2 separate regions of the Dromaius novaehollandiae genome follow, and region 1 is linked to region 2. Evidence: chromatin contacts called from public Hi-C data. All regions are on one chromosome and are shown on one strand. Each heading gives the region's core, a stretch centred on a gene start, on an enhancer-like site or on the middle of the called end of the contact. The rest is flanking DNA. Distances are from core to core; before and after follow the strand shown.

What was found. A called contact is a pair of places that touch in the nucleus more often than the background predicts.
Region 1: a Hi-C map of liver shows a contact between it and region 2, with 11 times the contacts expected there. The contact joins two enhancer-like sites. A contact is called at or near these places in 3 of 4 Hi-C or Micro-C datasets (brain, liver and ovary).

What each region holds. Positions count from the first base shown.
Region 1 is chr2:158,586,987-158,590,930 of bDroNov1.hap1, forward strand. All of the region lies in intron 1 of LOC112989172 (a long non-coding RNA gene), which reads left to right. Among named protein-coding and RNA genes, the nearest start is that of LRATD2, 56 kb to the left of the region's middle. Within about 2 kb of position 2,650, at least 1 of the 2 cell types and tissues checked has open chromatin away from gene starts, as enhancers often do.
Region 2 is chr2:158,158,661-158,162,976 of bDroNov1.hap1, forward strand. No RefSeq gene overlaps it. Among named protein-coding and RNA genes, the nearest start is that of TRIB1, 77 kb to the left of the region's middle. Within about 2 kb of position 1,966, at least 2 of the 2 cell types and tissues checked have open chromatin away from gene starts, as enhancers often do.

The DNA.
Region 1 (3,944 bases), core at 1,400-3,899, 430 kb after region 2:
CAGTGGAGGGAGGTGACCAACAGAGATCTACAAGAAGATGTGCTATGGCCCATCCTGCTCAACATATTCATCAATCATCAGGCAAAGAAGGGCAAATAAACTTAAGATAATGAAAACAAAGTCCAATTCTGAAGAACTGCAAAAGTAATTCACCTGGCAATAAAATGACAGATGAAACTCAGTTGGATAAATGATACACAAGGGTAAAAACAAACAAACAAACAAAAAAACAGTCCTGAGCTTTCTGTATGAAATGATGAGGAGAGCCAACTTTATCACTCAGGGACATCTTGGGATAGAATGGATAGCTTCTTTGTAAGAATTGGCTCAATGCTCAGTACACTTGGAAAAAAACAAATCTAAAATTAGGAGTTAATAGGAAAGAGATAATGGACAAAACAGAGTACCTGAGTATGCCTCTATATAAATCCCACATCTCGGTGTGCAGTTCTGCTCCCTTTGTCTCAAATGGGATATAATAAGACTGGAAAAAGTTCAGAGAAAGGCAACAAGGATGATAAAGGTATAGAATAGCTTCTCTGCAAAGAACAATTAAGCAGATTAGGAGACCTCAGAGACTACTGAGGGGTTATATGACATAGGTCTATAAAATCATGAGTAGCCAAAAGTGGGTACATAGGTAATTATTATTCTCTGCCTCTTCCCAGACAAGGATTAGTGAGCATCAACCAAAGCTAGCAAAGGGCAAGTTCAAAGCATAAAAAAGAGGTGGTTCTTCATGAGCTGCATAGCTGAGCTGCAATACTCCACACCACAGGTTGTTGTGGGTATCTCACATGGATTCAAGAGCTGACTAACAAATTATGAAGGTTCAGAGGAGAACAGGACAAGTTTATGGAAGAGAAATCCATTGAGGACTGCTGAATATAAAGACGTGACTGCTGTCTCAAAAAATTTTTGTTCTGCTGTTGGAAGATGATAAAGCTGTTCTGGGAGGTAGCACTGGAATATCAGTAGGCCCCCACACTGGTATGCCCCAGCTTTTCCCTAAAACCCTCTTCTGGCCACTCACAATGACAGGAAACTGCTTTAGGTGGACTGACCAAGTACAGTGACCACTATTTTTTATTATTATTATTATTATTATTTTATTTTTATTTTTATTACTGAAGTTTTACAAGCAAAGCACTTAGGAAAATGCTTTATAAAGAAGCCCATAGTAAAGGAGTCTGTAGTACAGACTTTGAAGGTTATCCCTGGTCTGGGGATAACTCCTTGGGGGTTATTCCCCTCCCCCCACCGCTTGGGGGTTATTCCCCTCCCCCCACCGAAACTCCTGTAAGGAGCAAAACAAGCATAGTTTGTGAAATCACTACCAGGGCTCCTATATTAGACTCGTCCATATCCAGCAAGGCTAGAGCAAAACTTGCAATCCATCCTGCGCAGGATGGAGTACAGCTGCACTACCCTCGAGGCAGGGCAAGAACCAGACTGTCGATTAGACCTGACAGCCAGGATAGAACCCAGCATGTTTACTAGATAGAGTTGTTACCCTTCATTACTTAAATAAATAAGGAGGGCGCTCTGTATAATAAAGAAGTAGTTAATTGTAGTGCAGCTTTATTTTCTGACACATATAATCATTATTAATTTGTCAGATTAGAAAACAAAGACTATCCTATGCAAGTTATCTTACAATCTGCCCTTGTAACCACCACATGCACTCTTTTTAGGATACATCACAGTAGGTATCAGATAGCTGACACGTAGCACAGCAAACCTTCTCTGTGCTTGTGAGAGCCGGTGAGTGCAGCTGTGCGCTTTTACTTTTGCTGCTCTGTGGTTCCTCCCACCTTCCCTTGTGACTGACCTGCTCTATCCTGACCCACTCCAGGGAACTCCACAGGCTTGGTCCAAGGATGAAAATTGACTTAGACTCATCTTGTGGTTTTTAAGTTTTACAAAGAAGACACATTGCTCTCGGGATAGAAAGCCATTTTCTTGATACAGTTTTCTTGACTAAAAACATCTGTGAGCCTGTGGCTAAATATGGTTACCAATGAAGACAGTCCTCAGCTGATGAATACTCAGTATGGCTGCTGTAAGCCCAACTTAGAGGTAGCAAAAGTCAGACATGGGGATGTAAGATGGAAGGTGAAGGTACCTGACATGTTTAAGTTTCCCCTTGTTGTAGCGCAGATTAACCTTGAGCTTTTGAGCTTCTCCGTAGAAGAAGAGACTTTTTTTCTGCCTAATGAGGTCCCAGGACGCTCTCACTGGAGGTTTGAAAGAATAGGTGAGACAAACTTGTCAGCTTTTTCAGTCCTGCTTTGGAACACGAGCACTAGGCTACACGAGGCTTTGAGGTCTCTTCCAGGCCTAGTTTCTGTAATTAAAGGATTTTCCCGATTTTCCCAATCAGCTCACACAATCTATATTTTAAAAGGGAGCCTGGCACAAATCTGCCTTTTGTCTCTTCAACACTGGCTATACGGTCATGGTTTCTTTCTTTCAAATCATTGCAGTTTTATGTGCACTCTATTAAAATGTTGTAAAACATTTACAGCTTCTTGATGCAAAGCACCGAGGACATTTACATTGTAAAAGACACTATCCATACCGAGTCTGTGGTGCTCGCAATTGTATTGCTTGCAGTTGTGCCTGCTGTTCTATAAATTTGACAGCTGTCTGCAGCAGAGTTCTTGGATTTCATTGAATGTTCCCATATGGACACCTTTTAGAGCTGAATCCTCTGAATTTGAGCTGTTTATTAAAGAGGTGACGTAGAGACTAGAGACGACATGTGTTTCTGAATGCCATGAATAATTTGGAGGCAAAGGATTTTAAACACAAGCACGGGACACAGTCCAGTGCTTGTTTTGCCACAGCCTTTCTGTAGGACCATGTGAGTTTGTGTCTCAGCTCCTGATGGGGCAGTTCATACTCCTCTGCCTCACAGGAGTTTCATGAAGATGGGTATGTCAGAGCAAGCAGACTGGCTCCTGGAGGAACAGGGACCTTAGGAGGACTGTGGACAGTCTGCCAGCCGATCAGTGCATGAGTAAAGAGGACCAATGGAAAGAACTGCACACCAAAATAAATGTTGTATTCTCAGCCTGTCTATACTGCTTGCCTATGACCTTTTCCAAATCAGTTAGGTCCAGGTCCTCATAAATATTCATGCAATGAATCAGTGGGAGCTTTGACAGCCTATGTTTTAGGTCCCAGTTTGGAAACCTGGACACCTGAACACCTTCTGGTCCTAGCATTCATTGATGAAAAATAACAGCAGAGATCCTTCCCAATAGAAAACCAAATCTATGACCTTTCTGGGATCCCACTCGACTCTTATCTGACATAAACTCACCATATACTTCAACCAGGCCTCTCTAAACCTCCGTTTGCACTTAGCCATGTTCTGTGAAGCTGCAGCTAAAAACACCAGTTACCTTGAAAGTGCTTTTGTTACTTGTAGTTGTCATTTTCCTTCTGAACCCACACCCTGAACTATCCCATTTAATTACACTCACTGGCCATCTTTCGCCTTTTTATTGGCAATACTTTCCTTGTTAATTGTGCATGCTCGCTTTTAAAGAATAGTGCCTGCCTTTCCTTATTCAGCTCAGCAAAGAATATTTCTGCATCCTGGGAATTTTCTGTGACATGTTTATGCCTTGCTGGTAAATGTAAAAATGCAAGACATATTATGTACTGCTGAGAATCTGGCTGGCACTTTGCAGTTTTGATGCTGCGCCTTATTGTATAGTTAAAATAAATGTACCTGATATCAGCTTTATTACTCCTATTAGATGGTCTAATGGCTTGATGTGCAGGAGTTCTTCCAGCAGGATGTTAAAGGGAAAGCACCAGCTGCTCAGCTCAGCCCCTATACTCAGTATCACCCAGGGAGCAATCATGGACTCCGCAGAGTGGCATATGATGCTCAGTTGAGGCTGAGTTAGGGCTCTGGAGTCAATCTCTTG
Region 2 (4,316 bases), core at 716-3,215:
ATAGTTTTCTCTTTCTTTTGTTTGTGATATTTCTTTGGCCTACCATATCCTCATGAATGTCGTTAGTAACAGGCTATGCGGACTAACCACGGTACTCAGTGCAAACAACACTAATGCAGTCTCCAAGGGGAGAAATTAAACTCTGACTAATCAGGAAATGTGATGATAAAGCTAAACCTTTGCTTTTAATGTTACTGCTTATCATCTTCTCAATCAATATTCTGTTATTAATTAATAGGAGCTAGGATTTTTTTTAGACGATTTAAATACACGTCCTTTTCCTTGGCTAGTGTCGGCTGGCCCAGCTCTTAGGTTTTTAAAACTGGCTTGGCATTTCAGGAAGTCCTACCTGCATTTCAGAATTTGTCATAAACCTACAAGTGAGCAAAGGAATAGTAGTAGGAGCAGGGAACAGATACAGGATGTCAATAACGAATTCAGTATTCCTAGTAAAAATCAGAGAGGTTAATTGTTCCATCAGAGAGAGGGGATACAGAAAATGTTACAGTTAGATCAAGGACTTCAGTCTTTAAATTGGATAGGAGATCAAAGCCAGAACAGAAAAAACCTAGGCTTGATGACAGTCCACATGCAGGTAGGATAAACTTCCAGCTAGCAATGAGATGCCTCAGAAAGAAAAATGGCCAAAAGAGGAGGAAGACCTTCATGGCTTCCCACAGCAGTGGGGAGGAATAAGTGTCAGCTAGCCAGCTTGTGTAAAAAGTAACCTGCACGGCATGTGAGATTGCAGCATGTGCCTATCTCTGCTTTCTATAGGGAATGTGTCCTTATGTGCATTGCAGCACGCAGCCTCCCTGTCACACGTAACGAATGCCAGACTTCTGTCTGTGAGTGAATGATGGTATTTCCCCACCACTTCAAAGTCTACACCTTTCACTTTTTTTTTTTTCACCATGATGTTGAAAGAGATGATTTTTCTCCTCTAGAAACTACAGCCATGGAGAACTTAATGAAGGGTGCTGTTTTTGAAATCCCCAGGGGTGATCCTGTTGCTCCTGGCTTTCCTGTGACTTTTGCTTGGTAATCAAGTGCTGAGCTGGACCCTTACTGCTATTAAGACCCATAACTGCAAGCACAATTGGCTGAGAAAGTGTGATGAAAGAGTCAGTATCTCACATTGTATAGGCACAAGAGGAAGACAACAGTCTCACTGTAGTTCTGAGTGCTAAGTCCCTTGGTGGTGCAAGGTACCAGAAGATACTGATACTTCAGCTCTTGGGCCAAATCTTTTTATGTTTGTCTATATACCTGTTTCACTACCTAAAGATTCTAAAAAGACAGGCAAAGGTGAGAGACACAAGAAAGTCATACTTGGTTTGTATCTTGCTCATCTGTGTAACACTGCTGACAAATATTTGGATTCCTCTTGTTCCAAATCCAGTGAGACAGTAAAGGCCCTGTCTTGGAGGGGTTATACCTAGACAGTTGAGGAGGACATGGGGGGAATGGTGAACTAACTGAAAGAAGAGCTGGGTTTAGAGCCACATTAGGTGGTCTTTTTGTTTTTCATTTAATGATGACGGAATTATGGGCTTGTTGAGTCCTGTGATGAGTAGATTAAATAAGAGCAAATAAATAAGAGAAAGAGGAAAGGAAGAGCGGTCATTGATAAGGGGGCAGGAGAGAAGCCTGGGGGTGAGGCCAAGTTGAAGAAAGGCATCTTGTGTAATGTCATCATCTGCATCTGACTCCTCTGAGAGTGGAGGTTGCTACCACCTCTTGCATCTTGTCTCCCCAGGGTGCTCGCTGCCAAGCCCGTGTTGCTAGGAGGAGCAGGAGCCCTGGAGCCACAGGGAACTTGCTGCCTCCCTTGCATGTGTGTGGTCTCCCCTACATAAGCTTGGCCCTCAAGGCTTCTGTGGAAGAGGGTAGTCCCTGCTAGGGCATGTTTCTGCTTCTTTATCAGTTGCTGCAGCTGTTGCCGGTTGCTTTATTGCAAGCAGATGCCGTTTGCTCAGCTTATTGACTGGAAATTGTGTACAGCTGCATTGTGGAAAAGTGAGCCTGAATTATCTTACCTGCAGAAGCTGTTTAAATGGAATTCTTCAAACTCCCCTTCATCCACCCCTAACACTATTTAATTTATAATTGAGACCCAAATTCAGAAAGCTTTTGAACTGTGTGCTTATAGGTACTGCTGAATTGATGTCTGGGCAAAATAGATCTTCCATTAGCATTGCTTTGCAGTTACATGCCTCACATCTGCCAGACAATATGGGATTATAGAGCAACTGATGCTACTGAATATGCTACTGTAAAAGAAGTAACATACTTCTTTTTGATTAACTTTTTCAAACACATCAGGTCTATTAACTATCCCCTCAAGTCGTGGCACTCTCACTGATATAGCACTTTGAAAATATGTGACTGTGGAGAATGGTTCCCCATTAATTTAGGAGAAGCACATTGCTGAAGCCACATTGCAAACCTGACTCACCACTTTTTTAATACAGTGAACTGTCTAGGGGATGAAGTATTCAAGGAGAGCAGCATCTAACTTATACAAAAGAACATAGTTTCTCATGATGCATTGGAAGACTTGGTTTATTGCTTCCTTAAGTTACAGTTTTTAATAAGAAAAGTTAACTTGGACTATAGTTACAATATCAGCCCTATAGCCATATCTGCATTCTTTGTACTTACAAAAAAAACCCCAAAACCAGAAAACAAAACAAACGTGGAGTGTGACTTTGGGGAGAAAAGGTACTGCCTAACTTACTGCATCTAATTCAATAGTATTTAAAATAGGACACTTATGCCATCAGTGGAGAGTGACAAACTTCTCCAGAGAGTAGTTCAGGATATCTGAGTTAGGTCTCTTCTCTAGAAGGGCTAGTGTTGATCCACTGGATGCACAGGGAGAGAGTAGCTTCCTATAGGAGATATCTGAAGTTAGTCTGAAAATCTTCTGTTCCTCTTTTCTGTAAATAGGTTGTTTATTTATTTATCTATTTTTCACATCCATATATCCTGTTTCTTAACATACACTCTTTGTACAAAGTGAACCAATATGCCAGTACTCTTTGGTTTTAGTGGGTCTGCTTAGTGAGGTTTGTACAGCTTAGCTCAGAGTAAGCAGTCCTTTCACTGTAGGCTGCTTAATGGAATCAGCAGTTACCTTCAAGGTCAAATAATAGAAGCAATTTCAGTTAAACAGGACTTTGCTGGACATTGTAATAATCAAGGTAATGTTCATGTTGAAGTACTCTCCTCAGTCAAAGATGCATAATGATGTCAAATTCTGCCAGTCCTGTGAAAAAGCTGGGAATGGAACTTAAAACCTTGAAATACTTCTACAAGAAAATGCTAATCTGCTGTCTGTTGCAAAATCAGTTCTGGGTTCACATTTATATTCCAAACAACAGGTAATGCATCACCAAAATGTCAAAGGACACAATGTTTTTAGTACTTAAAGGAAGAGAATTACCAATATTACTGGTAAATGGGAAGCCTTAGTGTTTGAGCTGCAATGAGTTTAGTAGCATGCAAGATGCATATAGAAAAAGCCTCAAGGGACCTGAGAAATAAAAAATAGCAGGAGGAGATTAAGAGAAAGGCTCACGTAGAGAAGTGAAGGTGCTTTTTCTTCCTCCTGAGAGTAGACGTAGACGTTTCAAAGGAATTTTTAACTGCAGTTGGTAAACAGATAAATCCTTTTCACCTTATTGTTTATGGGAGGGAGAAAGCTTGTTGGGGTAGCCTGGCAAAATTACAAGGACACGGTTTCTTGGCCAGTGTCCGCTATGGGGCTGCCTTTTGTCTTATTCTGTGCATGAGACCAGTATAGTACCCACTCCCGGAGAGCTCCAGTGGGAGCTGTGATAATGTTACTTCTGCTCTGAATATTTCATGGTAAATACCAGGGTGGTTCATTGTTGAATATTTGACAACTGTGTGTATGCAGAGTCATAAACACATACACTTAGTAAATTAAACTATTTCCTTGGAAAATGATGCTGCCTTCCTTCCTGGATTGAGGCCTACTGCAAGCATTTTAAAGACTAGCACAGACCTTGACAAAATAAAGCGTAATTACAGCATATGTACAGTTCTTGGTTTTAAAATGCCATGTATTTTGAAATATATCTATTTCAAGAGACCAGCTTGGAGGAGAGGATTTGAAAAAGGTCACAATATGAAGCTACAGGAGTTTTCTAGGATGAGGAAAACTCTGCCATTACTTACACCACTACAACTTTATTAGTCTCGCCGAGACTCTTGTGGCTGTAACTAGTAGCAAGAGAAGACTTGCATACCTCCATGGGCAGGCTGCAACGAAGAGAAAACCAAAAACG